3 separate regions of the Sus scrofa genome follow, and all the other regions are linked to region 1. The links are chromatin contacts, called in public Hi-C maps. All regions are on one chromosome and are shown on one strand. The core of a region is the stretch at or near the end of the contact, and the rest is flanking DNA. Distances in the headings are between cores, read along the strand shown.

The links. A called contact is a pair of places that touch in the nucleus more often than the background predicts.
Region 2: a Hi-C map of skeletal muscle shows a contact between it and region 1, with 4 times the contacts expected there. The contact joins the promoter of STMN1 here to the promoter of ZNF593 in region 1. A contact is called at or near these places in 1 of 5 promoter capture datasets (fetal liver) and 10 of 47 Hi-C or Micro-C datasets (alveolar macrophages, brain, embryonic fibroblasts and 6 more).
Region 3: a Hi-C map of embryonic fibroblasts shows a contact between it and region 1, with 2.9 times the contacts expected there. The contact joins the promoter of CD52 here to the promoter of ZNF593 in region 1. A contact is called at or near these places in 2 of 5 promoter capture datasets (fetal liver and skeletal muscle), 5 of 47 Hi-C or Micro-C datasets (blood, embryonic fibroblasts, fetal skeletal muscle and 2 more) and 1 of 2 datasets of contacts at active chromatin or transcription factors (alveolar macrophages).

The regions. Positions count from the first base shown.
Region 1 is chr6:83,588,035-83,592,702 of Sscrofa11.1, forward strand. It overlaps ZNF593 (zinc finger protein 593), which reads left to right and starts at 2,806. Exons shown (of 3, transcript XM_021095611.1): 1 at 2,806-3,147; 2 at 3,382-3,444; 3 at 3,528-4,668. The coding sequence starts at 2,948. The coding sequence ends at 3,669.
Region 2 is chr6:83,357,937-83,362,604 of Sscrofa11.1, forward strand. It overlaps STMN1 (stathmin 1), which reads right to left and starts at 2,399. Exons shown (of 4, transcript NM_001009582.1): 1 at 2,367-2,399; 2 at 1,710-1,882. The coding sequence starts at 2,379.
Region 3 is chr6:83,721,260-83,725,927 of Sscrofa11.1, forward strand. It overlaps CD52 (CD52 molecule), which reads left to right and starts at 2,503. Exons shown (of 2, transcript NM_001257355.1): 1 at 2,503-2,611; 2 at 4,002-4,360. The coding sequence starts at 2,558. The coding sequence ends at 4,139.

The DNA.
Region 1 (4,668 bases), core at 1,556-4,055:
CCTGTGCCTGAGCATGCCTCCGCATGGCTACACCTCTTCGCCTGTACATGCATATATGCACTGTGAGGCACCGACACAAGGACACTTCCACAGTTATACCATTCACACCTGTGTACTCACAACTGCAGACAGCTGCACAGAGGCCCACCCACAGCACCAAAAACTGCTCCACCCATCCCCAGACCCCAAGACACAGATATGCACTCACATAGACTGTACAGCCATAATACCTGCAAATGCCTGTATGCCTCCATAGACTTCTGCCCCAAATGTAAACACCTGAAAATACCTGTACCCAGCTGACACCTGCACATACACTTTAATGGAACTCCACCCAGACGCCAACCCTAAGACTGACCTGCAGATCTTCTACACAGGGCCAGCCCCAGACACCAACCTGTCTAGATGTACACTTAGTCACACTCACATCCACACACACCAGATGACCCCAGAACTAGTTCCTGCCTCTGCCATATGTATTTGAGCAATTGCCACTTATCACAGCCTCCAGAGGTAAGACTGTTTTGGAGCCTTTTCAATTTTTCTTTTTCTTTTTATGGCGGCATATGGAAGTTCCCAGGCTAGGGGTCAAATGGGAGCTGAAGCTGCCGGCCTATGCCACAGCCACAGCAACACAGGATCCGAGCCGAGACTTTGACCTACACCACAGCTCGAGGCAACACCAGATCCTTAACCCATTGAGCAAGGCCAGGGATCAAACCCACGTCCCCATGGATACCAGTCAGGTTCTTAACCCGCTGAACCACAAGGGGAACTCTGAATTTTTTTTTTTTTAATGCCGAGACAAACATGGTCGAAGTATGGTTCTGACCTGATGCTGCCACAGTGACCCGCGGTGTAATAACACCACTTCCCCCAGTTCCTGTACTGTGGGCTCGCTTCCTCTCAAGGCAGGTCATCCCGCTTCTGCTCAGTGCTGCCCATTAGAAAGTTGTGTCAAGCTGAGTGTATCCATGTGGCAGCCCGTAGGTTCCAAAAGGATCCATTCCATGTGGTAGCCTTTGAGATCTTTGTAGACAGCGACCACTCTGCCCCTCAAATCTCCCTCGGTTTTCTGGAGTGTCCTGGCTTTCTGACACTGCACTATGCTGCATCATCCCTGAATTGCTAGTGGCTCCTGCACAAATCTCACTCTCCCAGAGCCTGTCCCTTGCCCTTCTTTGCACCTTTCACTCATGCTGCCCCTCTGCCCGTGCCCCATCTAGCACACAGGACAATACCCACCTCCTCTGCCAGGTCCTCCTCAGATTCGCCACTCAGGGTCTGTAGCACTTTGGATTTGTAGGTCTTCCAAAAGGCCTGGTTCATGGCTGCAGGGGAAGCGGGCCTGGCACCCAGGCACGGGAAGGTGGTGGCTCAGTGGGTACCCAGTGGGTCTGGCTCCAGGAACTTGGTGAGGCTGAGAACCTGTCCCAGGGATCAGGTGACCTCATTAAAGATGCACCAGCCTCCCCAGATGGCACAGTGCCCAGCAGATGAACCTGATCCAAAGGAGTCCGTGATGAGAGCCAGATTCTGCCACCTCACCCCTTGTCTTAGCCCATATTGGCCAGGAATGATGAAAACTTCTCTCTCCACAGAAGCCTCCTTCCTGGGCCTAGGAGTTCTTGAATTTGATCATTTGGAATGGCTCCAGAAAAGTCCTCTTCCATTCATGAAGTCCATTTACAAAGTCCTTGGGCTCAGGACCCACTGTGGTGCCCCGATGACTGCAGCCCTACAAGCTGCGCCCTTAATAGGGCCCTGCCCTATACCTACACTCAGCCTCTGTGAACCGGAATGGGAGGTCCCAAGGCCCATGGTCAGTGCCCTGGGCTTACATTTCACTGCTTTGTCTGGGCTGGAAAATGATTCCTCTCCCCAGGGATGCACGTGCCTCTCTCCCTGTTTCCTGGCTACAGGTTCCAAAGAACTGGAGCCCCTGAATTATTGCTGAGTTCCTCTGGTCAACCTGGAAGGCACCAGGTTCTGATGCGAGGGGAAAGGCTCTCTGGCTCTATTCCCACTCTGAGTACACAACACCTAGGTTGTACCTCTCTCTGCCTTTGATGCCAGGCCAAGCATCAAAAGATGAGAAAGTAGTCAAAGATGAGAGGTCCTTCTGTGAGGACCTCCTTTCCTTGTGAGAGGATCTGACCCCTCTTAAGACTAACAGGATGCCTTCCATGAGAACACGGGTTCAAGCCCTGGCCTCGCTCATTGGGTTAAGGATCCTGCATTGCCGTGAGCTGTGGTGTAAGTCACAGACTCAGCTCAGATCCCGCATGGCTGTGGCTCTGGCATAGGCCGGCAGCTACTGCTCCAATTAGACCCCTCGCCTGGGAACCTCCATATGCCGTGGGTGCGGCCGTAAACACACACACACACAACTCACAGGATAGGAAAAACCGGGGACAGGTGAGAAGTGCCGAGGCTTTCTCAGGAACCTGAGATGTCTCAGCAAGTCCTGCGAGGGCCGCGATCCCAAACGTATTCATTTTCATTCATTTATTAATTCATTAACATCACATTGTTCAGTGCTTCCAGGGAGATGTAGCATGCCCCCCCACCCCCATCCCAACGCGGAGTCTAAGATCTGGGAGCCTGGAAGAGGTGATGGGGCCAGAGGACGGCACTGAGATAGGATGGGCCAGGCGGGGCGGGTAGGGCAGCGGACCACCCTGAAGCCCCCAGGGCACGCACCACCCGCCCCTCCAGCGACCTAAGAGGACGCGCTTCCCGGAGCCCCGCCCCGAGTTCGGTCACTGACGTCGAGGGCCTCCTGAGGGCGCTCAAGGGCGCTGCTCGCGCGAGTGACGTCATCAGAGGCGGTCCGCCGGAGCCTGCTCAGTCCCCGGCGTCACATGGCGTCACTGCACAGTCCGGAAGTGCCCACACGTGTCCTCCCAACTCGGCTCTAGGCCCGTTGGTCCCGCTGTTACCAGCAATGGGTCGCTCTCGCCGAACCGGCGCACACCGAGCGCACTCCCTGGCCCGCCAGATGAAGGCGAAGCGGCGGCGGCCGGACCTCGATGAGATTCACCGCGAGCTGCGGCCCCAGGTTGCCACAAGGACCCGACCAGACCCCGGCGCCGAGCCCGACCCCGACCTGCCAGGGGGCGGCCTGCATCGCTGTCTGGCCTGCGCGTGAGTCCCGGCCGGCTGCGGCCTGAGGAGGAGAAGGGTCGGCCTTTCGGGCTGGGGGTGTTGAGATCCGGGCCCTAGGGAACGCAGGGTTTTCTTTCCTGGGATTCATGGGTCTGCTGGCCTCCCATCCCTTCAAGCCTGGAGCCTAGCATCGGGAAATGAGCTAGGGTCAGGGAGATAGGTGTACCTGAGAGGCATCACCTTCTCACTTCTCCTTACCCCCCATCCCTACAGGAGATACTTCATCGATTCTGCCAACCTGAAGACCCACTTCCGATCCAAAGACCACAAGAAAAGGTATAAGAAGAGAATTAATGGATGGGTGTCGGGCAGGCGGGACTCGAATCTGGTCAGCTCTCAGTTCCTGTTCTTTTTCCCAGGTTGAAGCAGCTGAGTGTGGAGCCCTACAGTCAGGAAGAGGCAGAGAGGGCAGCGGGTATGGGTTCCTATGTACCTCCCCAGCGGCTGGCAGTGCCCACAGAAGTATCCACTGATGTCCCTGAGATGGACACATCTACTTGACAGATCCTGAGAATTCAAGGCAGAAGAGTTGCCCATGGACAGTGATGCAAGGGCCAGTCTGGGAGAGACTGTACCAGTCTGTTTTGGCCCGGGGTTTGGGGAGTGGATGGCCTCTTCCCAGTGCCCTCCCTCCCAATAAAATAACTGGATAAAGGGGGCTTGCCCCTGACTCTAACCCCCAGGCCACTACTCCAAACTCATGTCCTGTAAGTTTCTCTACTACTCCTGTGCATGGGACCCAGGCTGCTTGGGCTTTATCCACCTTTGGTACCTGTATCCTTACCTTCCCTCTGGGATCCTGGCATCTGAGCCGAAACCCCCCATTGGAGCCTAGGTGTGTGGGCTGGGTAAGATCAGGTTTATAACAACCCTGCTTCTAATGAGGGCAGGGAGTGATCCCCAGAAAAGAAGTAGGCTCCCAAGATTATAGCTGTCGCTGAGTTACATACCCCCCCAGGGCCCAGGTGGAGGCTGCCCGCTTCATCATGGGGCCTGTGGCGGCCGTCGCTGCCCCACCATCTTCCAGACTGCATAGCAAGAGCCGCCCAGCCCGAGGACAGCCAGCAGTGCAGCCACAATCCCAGCCAGTGGACTCCGGGGCTCTGCCTTCAGCTCCCCGGCTATCTGCATCTGGAAATGCACAGAGGGTCCGCCTGAGGGGTCATTTGAGACCTCTGGGAAGGTGGGGGGTGGAAAGGGGCTGAGTTAGGGGAAGGAGATATGGATGCCACTGCTGCCCCAGGGAGATTCCACCCCAATCCCTCTCGCTTCATTGCCCATCTAGGCCCCGGCTGCTCAGGCGGCAGGGAACGTGACAGCCTGGCTGCCGGGTGTCAACCCAGCCATGGTAGGGGGAGTAAGGGGTCGATGGCAGAAGCCATTGGTTAAGGGTACGTACCTGTAGCACTCGAAAGTAGCCAGGGGTCAGGCGTGGAAATCGCATGGTGGGTGCTGCTAGTGTCGCTGGTGTCCTGTGGGGCGGAAGCGGGAATGAAGACC
Region 2 (4,668 bases), core at 1,149-3,648, 230 kb before region 1:
AAGTTTTATTTCAAGGAAAAGCTTGTTAACTGTTCTCTGTGGAAGCTGCGTTAACTTCCAGACCACTGGAGTTCTGTTACCACGGCACCTCCTTCAAAACACTCAGAATCGCTTGTTACCAAACAGATTCCTATGTGTTTGGATGCATCAACTTGCCGGAAAACCTTGGAGCATCTGCCACTGGTTCTGTTAATTCTTTTCTGCAAAACCCCAGTCGTGATAAGAGTTTCACTATATTTAGCCAGTTACTATGTAAAGCACAGGCTAATGACTACAGGGTCAGGGTTAATTCCTTAAAAAGTATCTGTCCAGCCTTCGGCTGCATCTCTTCCATGAACTCAAACTATGTGAATTTCATCATCAAACTCCACCAACTCACACTAAACAGCAGAGCAGGTAGGAGATGAAGCACCACTCCAAACAGCCTCTTCCTGGGGAAGTAATTCAGTGCTGACAGTGGGTCAGCGCACATACATAAAACATGTGGCACTGAAAGATGCACAGTACGTGCTACAGCAGCTTAAAAAGGGACCCAAATGTGTGTGTGTGGTTTAAATGTACCAGACTTCAAAGCACTAGCTGTGTTGGTAGCAGGCAGGTTACTACTCCTTCATCCCACTAATTTAAAAATTAAACCACTTACTTCAATCAGGGTTATTGGAAGGGGGGACTAAATGAAAATTTATGTAAAGTTCTTAATGAATAGAATAACACTAAATAGAGGGAAATACACCAAAAGGTTAACAACAGTTATTTCTGTGAAGGAGGATAATGAATACTTTTAATTTCCTATTTATAAACTTCTGTGGTTCTCAATTTTTCTATAACAAGCACATTAACGTTTGCTGACTTTTCCGATCAGTGTTTAGATGGCTACTTTATAACAGAGGTGCTTAGAAAAGAGAAGAGCTAGCAGTTCCCATTGTGCTTAGCGGGTAACGAACCCGACTAGCATCCATGAGGATGCGGGTTCAATGCCTGGCCTCGCTCAGGGAGTTAAGGATCCGGCTGTGAGCTGTGGTATAGGTCGCAGACACGGCTCAGATCCCACATTGCTGTGGCTGTGGCGTAGGCTGGCAGCTGTAGCTCCAATTCAACCCCTAGCGTGGGAAATTCCATATGCCACGAGTTCGGCCCTAAAAAAAAAAAAAAAAGGAAAAGAGCTGTCACGATATCAGTGAGCCAGCTGAGCAACACAATCACATTACTAGCAATTTAAAATGTTTTTATTGTCCAGGTCTCAAAAGACAAAACAAAATAAAAAACCACACACACACACGAACCCAAAAAACATATCAAAACCCCAAAACATAGAGACAAAAAGAAAAAAAGAATCTTCCACCAACAAATCTATTTTTCAAAGAGAAAGCATGAGAAGCATGAACTTTGGTTTCAGACAGACCTGGGTGTGAATTCTGGCTCCGACACTCACTAGCTATATGACTTGGGAAAATGACTTACATTCCCAAGACCATTTTCTAATCTGGTCTTTCAGAGCACACCTACTCTCCAGCGTCACTGCAGAAAAGGAGGACAATGAGAGTACAGGAGAGGGTACGTGTAACAGGAGCCCAGTAAATGATAACTGGTATTTATTCCTCCCACTGGCATATCTAGCCACAATTCTGTTTTCCTCTTGTTATGGAAATAAAACAGATTTGCCACATTACATTAAAAAAATACCCTGCTTTCTGTGAACTGATGTTTACCTTGCGTCTTTCTTCTGCAGCTTCTAATTTCTTCTGAATTTCCTCCAGGGAAAGATCCTTCTTCTTTGGAGGGGAAAGGGGGAATTCTGGGACGGATTCTTTTGATCGAGGGCTGAGAATCAGCTCAAAAGCCTGGCCTGAGGCACGCTTCTCCAGCTCCTTCACCTGGATATCTGGATTTTATGATTTTTATATCATATTTATAACACACTCAGAAAAATAGTTTTCCTGTTCTAATAGGCTGTTCTATTTTCTAAAAACCAAATCAATTTACTGAACAGAATTAGGGCTGATGAAGCAGCTGTGTTTATTGGAAGAAATTATCTAAACACCTCCCAGAAAAACAAAGCTCAACATTTTTGGGCTAATAAACACCATTCTGAGACATCAGTATTTGACAATCATTTTCTCAAACAAAAAAAAGTTGTGCAGAACTCCACATTATGCTTTAGGCCAAGTCAAATCATCTAATAATGAAACAATTAATTATGAGCTGTCAGTACATTCAAGTGACAATAATTTTTTCTTCTTTATAAAACAGATTTCTTAGTAAGACCACAACACTAGTGCCAAATTAAAGGCATAAGACCTGAGCCATCTCCTATTCTCAAATTAGAAGCCCGTGGCAAATTCAGCTTTTTCAAATAGATTACCTACCAGAAGAAGCCATGGTGAATAGAAGACAAGAGACTGGCAGTGTATTCTACACAATCCACTGGCAAGGAAAACCCTGAAAATGATTTTCAAAAGCACGCAATCAAATTTTTTGCATTTCTATGTCATGAATTCAAAGGGACTTCAAATCATATCCATACAAATTAAGGCCAGAAAAATTACTACTGTGAAATTAAATAAGACATCATTAGCCAGAAAATTTTATCTATAAAATACTCAAACACTGGGAAACCTGAATTGAATAGAATGCTGGTTGCAGAAGATCAAGTTAACTGAGCTTGCCTGTACAAAACACACTTCGATTCTTAAAACTAGACAAGGTTTAAATCACAAGATTTTTCTTCCCCTAATAAACTCTAAACTTTCCTCCCTGGCGAGAAGATATTCCAGATTCAACTCAACAGTGAGACCGGAGCCATCTTAACACTGCCTACAACTCATTGTGCAAATGGAACACCCACCCCTGCTTTGTCTGTGTCTGCCATGGTGTAAAACAAAACGCCCAAGCTAATATTAACCAATAATGTCGAACGCCTATTGTTCCTGCGGTTTAAGCTCCTCGTCCTACAGCGGGTAACACTAATTTTATGAACCTCAAGGTTTTAGATTACAATATTTGATGGTTTGTGTAGAATTTTCTCATGAAAAATTCTACATCCCTTCATTTTTTTTTAGGTCATGAATCTTGTAAACCCCAAGCTAGTACCAAAAACGTAGGAATACAGGTTCTCAGCAGCTGGAATTTAAAATCCGAAGCAGCGAAACGATCTAACCCCGGCGGAGCATTAGACTCAACATCAACCCCAGGATGGGCGTGGCCCTGGTCCAGGAGAGGAAAAGCGGCCAGCCGCCCCCGGCCAATCAAAGCACACCCTGCACACCAGCCCCTGGCCCCGCCCCCTTCCTCCCCGCGCCTTTTCGAATCTCCCCGAACTCACAACACCCGAGCCCGCGCGCGTGGGAAGGGGAGGGATGGGCGGGGCTAACGGTCCTATCCGGGTAACTCCGCCCTTCCCGGGCTCGCCCTGCGCAGACGCCCCCCTTCCCTACTCCCGCCAAAAACACCTTGAGGTGGCCCCCATCCCGGGTGCAGCTCGGCGGGTGGAGCAGTCCCCGGGAAAAGGCAGTGGGGTAGTCCTGCCGTCGGCTCGCCGCCTCTTTCCTTTGCTTCCAACCAACCTGCCGCCACCCAAGCTGTCTGCGCCCCCCGCCGCGAGAATGGAGAGCTCTCGTGGGGTGTCACCCTCTTGGAACAGCCCCACAGTCAGTCGGCGAGGGCGCGGCCCTGGTCGCCCAGAGTCTGGCCCTAAGGCCGCTGCTCCCTGGGGGCGCCGCCCCGCCCCCTTCAGACAATGGGGACCCCAGCGGGGCTGCACCTGCAAGGCGAGAGCCTACGCCCCCTATTGTCTTCTAGATGGTACCCTGGGGCTAACGCTAGGGGCTCGTTCAGCTGGCCGCGCCCCTTCCCCACGACAGCCGCGCCCCCAGGGAGCGGGGACAAAGCCGAGGCTCCGCCCGAGCCACACACAAAGCGCTACGACCCCCGCCCGCCAGACCCTCCGGGGCTCACGGCCCCGCCCGCCGCCCTCCAGCAGGGGGCCGCTGCCAAGGCCCGGCCCCTCCCGCCGGCCGCCACCCTCTCGCAGCCCGCAGCCCGCCACCGCCTCCTGCTAGAGCCCTGCACCCACCTGCTCGGTCCGAGCCGCCTGGCCACACTCTGAGCACCAACAGACCCGGGCGCGCACAAAAGCGCCAAGCAGCGGCACGTGACCTCCTCGCAGGGATCAGCATTGGCTGAAAGCGGCAGCACGTGCCGGCCCCTCCCCCCACAGCCCTTGGTGGGCCCCGCCTCTGGAGACCCCGGAGCACCTCGGGAAGTGTAGTTCAGGCTGGCTAGGCAGGGGGACAATGCGAGGGGTGAGGGCTACTTAGGGTGTCCCCAGCTGAAAGCCGGGGGCCAGAGTGGTTATTTGGCCGTGGAGGAGGGAGATGCAGTGACCACTGCCTGGGTCTGAACCAGTTCTCCCATCCTTAGAAAAAGGGCAGGGCGGGGTCCCTCTCTACCTCTCAGAGTGTGGCCTCCTGGACTCCGCCCCTGTGGAGCCGCTAGCCCTACATCGCTCCAAGGGCAGCACTCCGGCAGCGTATTGTCCCTCCGGCGCCCTACCCTGTGCAGCCTCCTAAAACGCCCAAGCCCTTGTGACAGGACAATGCCACCCTACGTCCCTGCAAGATCCCCTGCGCCGGGCGCCCTACCTGGCCATCCGCCTGTCACCTGTATTGT
Region 3 (4,668 bases), core at 1,253-3,752, 130 kb after region 1:
TGACCAGAGTCCTGTCTATGTAGATGGTGTCAAAACAGAATGAAACTGCTCAGAGGGCAGGAGAGGAAAAGGCTTGAAGCCCCACTTCTCTCAGGTACCGAGACTCCAGCATCCCTCCTGGTCCTGAGGACCCAAAAAACCCTTCCAGCACCCACCAGGTCCCCACCGCCATTGTGAGCTCAAACCACAGCAGAGGCTCAAGATGTGGACATGAAATTTCTGGAGTTTGTAATAATATTTTTGCAAATATGAGCCTGGCATTTAAGTATCCTTACAGAAATGCACAGCATGGAGAAAGGACAACTCAGCTGGCCACAGGGTTCATCCCGTCCAGCTGCCTCTTCCTAAGAGAGGACTGCCCAGTGTGATGGAGCTGATTTTCAGCAGAGTGATTTCCTTCTTTTTTTTTTTTTTTTTTTTTTTTTTGCTTTTTAGGGCCGCACCCACGGCATATGGAAGTTCCCAGGCTAGGGGTCCAATGGGAACTATAGCTGCCAGCCTACACCACAGTCACAGCAATGCAGGATCTGAGTCAAGTCTGCAACCTACACCACAGCTCATGGCAACGCCAGATCCTTAACCCACTGAGTGAGGCCAGTGATGGAACCCACATCCTTGTGGATCCTAGTCGGGTTCGTTAACCGCTGAGCCACAACAGGAACTCCAGCAGAGCCGTCTTGGACTTAGGGGCCTCCCGTCTCCTGGGCCAGTGCCCTTCTGGCATCTGCTGCTTTGCTTCCTAGACTCTCATGAGCCCCCAGAATCAACCACCCCTCCAGGTGCACCAAAGGCAGCAAAGACTTGAACAGAATGTCAGGGGGGGCCTCTGGTGAAGGAGCTGGCAAGTGTGGCAGTGAGAGGCTTCCCCACCTCCTTCCCTTCGTGCCCGGGGGTGGGGGTGTGGGTGTTGGGGCACAAGATCCCTGCCCCTTCCTCTCCACTTCCTGGCTTTCTCTTACCAGCCTTGATTCTCAGTTCTTTTTTCTTTGTTTCTTTTTGGCCAGTGGCCCCTCTAGGGCCCACTCAGGTTTTTCTGAGGCTTGCAACACAAAGCCCAAAACCACAGGAGGGAAGTGAGAGTGGGATTTCTTTCACTACCTGGCATGCAAATGAGACGCAGAATAAAAGAGGGAAGGGAGAGTGGGTGAGGCGGGAGCTGGGCTGCAAAGCCAAGCCCTGGCTCTTCTGGGAGTGAGGGGGACAGGGAACCAAGACAATCAATGACTTCTAGGGCACCCTGGACATTACACACCTGGGTGCAGCTTCAGGCAGACCTGGATTCAAGTTCATGTCTGACTTTTATTACCTTGGACAAGTCACTTAATGTCCAAGCTTCAGTTTCCTCATCAGGACAATGGGGATGCTTATAAAATCCACTGCAGAGCCCCACCAAGAAAATACAGTGAGAAGATGTGTAAAGAATGGGGCTTTGTGATTCACCTCATCCCCCAGGCCTGGGCAGCTGGGACTTCACAGCCACCCCCACCCCAAATCCCTTCCAGGCAGTGTAGTCACCTTCTGCTTCCACCACTAGCACTCCTCCCACCCATCCAAGATGGAAACACACCACGTATCTGCTATTTGCTTGATCCAAATCACAGATGCCAAGTCTTAATAAACTCTGGAAATAATCCACTTCAGTCTTCTCATTGACCTGAGACCCATGAGGCCTGGAGGGAATGGGCTGACCCAGAGGCGAGGGCTTCCTAATGCAGTGCTTCTAGATTTTCACAAGAAATCCACCCCCACCCGGCAAATGTTAATGTTCCCCAAGCCTTCATTCTGTCTTTTGTCTTTTTTGTTGTTGTTGTTGTTGTTGTTGCTATTTCTTGGGCCGCTCCCGCGGCATATGGAGGTTCCCAGGCTAGGGGTTGAATCGGAGCTGTAGCCACCGGCCTACACCAGAACCACAGCAACGCGGATCCGAACCGCGTCTGCAACCTACACCACAGCTCACGGTAACGCTGGATCGTTAACCCACCGAGCAAGGCCAGGGATGGAACCCGAAACCTCATGGTTCCTAGTCGGATTCGTTAACCACTGCGCCACGACGGGAACTCCCCACTTCATCTCTACAACCTTTTTAATTATTACTAGCTTTTTCACTATCTCTCCATCTCCTTTTAATTATACTATATTTAATTCTCTGGCAGCTCCTTTGTTAAAGGCTCAGAGAGGTACAGTTTCTGGCCCAGGGTCTCAGAGTTCAGGGGATTAAACCAAGAGTCAGTCCCCACCGTGCATGACTCCAAGCCCAGGGCCCTCTTTACTGCCCCCCCCCCCCAATTTGCCCAAATCTCATCCCCAGGATCTGCCTCAGTGCCTTTCCAGAACCCATCCTCTGCCAGGGCTGTAGAACCCAGCTCCCGGTATCCTCAACCTCAAGGTCTGTAAAGCAGCAGCACCCCCACCCACACCCCGAAGGCCCTCCTTCCTCTCCACCCCGCCTCCCGGCCTCCTCCTCACTCATAAGCAGCCAAGCCAAGAGGGGCCTGCACACAGCCCTGCGTTCATCGCCAAAAGCTGCTACCAAGAGAGCCACCGCAAGCCTCCAAAGATGAAAGGCTTCCTCTTCCTCCTATTCACCATCAGCCTCCTGGTTATGATTCAGGTAAGAGCAGCTCCTCGGAGTCCTTGGCACCACTGCCCAGGAGTCCCCAGACCTGAGGCCATGCAGGTTCCCGGCACCCAGCCTTCTCCCATGGGAGCAGAGGCTCCAGCAGGGGGCCTGGCTCCCAACCTTCCAGCCCTTCTGGTTGAGGTCAGACTGTTTGAGGGCTGCCCCTGAGCCGACTGCCTCCTGTACCCGAGGCTGGGGAGCACTTACAAGGCACAATGAGGCACCCAAGCGTGTTGTGGAGTAATAGTCAACTGAGAGGCTTGGGAAGACGGCCCTGAGTAAGGATGGCATCAACCCACAGGGAAGCTGGGGAAACGGTCCTGTTGGGAGGGGACCAGAAAATGTTCACAGGGAGTCTGATCCAGTTTGGAGGTGGCAGGGAACCCCCCAGGAGAGGAGCCCAGGTGTTCAGCAACGCTAAGAAGATAGAAATCTCCTGCTCCAGAAACAGCTAGACTCTTGAGACCAACTGCTATTCTAGGAGGCAGCTTTGGCAGCATCTCACATGCTAGTCAGTATAGGAGATGGGAGCCATCAAGTTCTCGATCAAGAACAGCTTGATCAAGCATCAAGAACAGCTTGATCACCACCAAAAACAGCTCAGTCTCCATCCAGGGCAGCTTTAGGTGCAGCTTGATCAAGCATTGAGAACAGCCTGATCACCATCTGGCCATTTCCTCAGGGGAAGAAGTCACCCCCCTCACCCACCCACTGGCACTGTCTCATGTGACCCTCGTGACTGGAGTGGGCTCTTCTCCCCATTGACAAGATGAGGAAGCTGAGGCTCAGAGCGGCTAAGCCCCTGGTTGGGCTAAGGTCAAGGGCTGGGGCCACAGACTCCCCTCTCTCCTACCTGCTGGAGGAGCTGGTGGCCTGATAGACATGAAAGGAAGGTTCCATGGGAGGCGGACCAGGGACCGCCTCTGACCCTGCCCATGCCAAGGCAGGAAGCAGCCAACGGTCCCAACAGGACCTTGTGAAAGAAGTCGTGGTCATAGGGACAAGGGAACTGAGGACTGTAGTACTGGGGTGGGGGACACTGTGTCTCTAAACAAACATGAGAAGTTCCTGTTGTGGCTCAGCGGAAACGAATCTGACTAGAAACCATGAAGACATGGGTTCGATCCCTGGCCTCGCTCAGTGGGTAAGGGATCTGGCGTTGATGTGAGCTGTGGTGATGGGACTTGCAGATGTGACTTGAATCTGGCTTTGCTGTGGCTGTGGTGGAGGCCAACAGCTGCAGGTCTGATTTGACCCCTAGCCTGGGAACCTCCATATGCTGTGGGTGCAGCCCTAAAAGACAAAAACAAAAACCAATCAACCAAACAAACCCCATGCAATTCAAAAGCCTCCTGAGCTTGCTCCACTTCTCCTCTTGCAGATACAAACTGGAGTCTTGGGAAACCGAACCACCACCAAGAAACCCAAGGGTGGAGCCCCAGCCCTCAGCGGCCTGGGCAGCGGCGGCATCCTTCTCTTTTTGACCAATGTCCTCATCCAGCTCTTCCACCTCAGCTGAGGTGACCTGGCCCAGCCCTAGCCCTGTGCCCCTGAGACAGCTGCCACCATCTCCAGCAACAGAAGCCGCCCCCCAGTCCTTGGGAGGGATTGATGCTGGAGATGAGCAGGTTGTGAGAATGACAGGCAGTGCCTTGGGGGTGATGGCTGATGCAGGGAGGTACTGATGTGGAGGGGCAAGCACCACCCAACCCGGCGTCAATAAAGTTGATGTGTGCTTGGAGTGGGGTCCTGCATGTGGTCCCTGGACATCACTGGGCCCCCAGAGCCAGGTTTGCAGCTGCACCAAGGAGCTGCCCATGTTCCCATCAGCAAGAGAGGTGGCACCAGGGATCTCGCAACCCACGTTCCCTGCCCCAAAGGCCAAACCCCTTCAGATCACCTAGCAGGGACATGGCCCAGAACCAGCCATCGTCACCCTTCCTTTAGTTGCATTTGCCTTCCCTGTCCCCGGGTGTTTGGGAATGATGGTTCCAGAAGACCCACCCCTACCCCCACTCAGACCCTGGACATCCCCGTTGCAGAAGTTC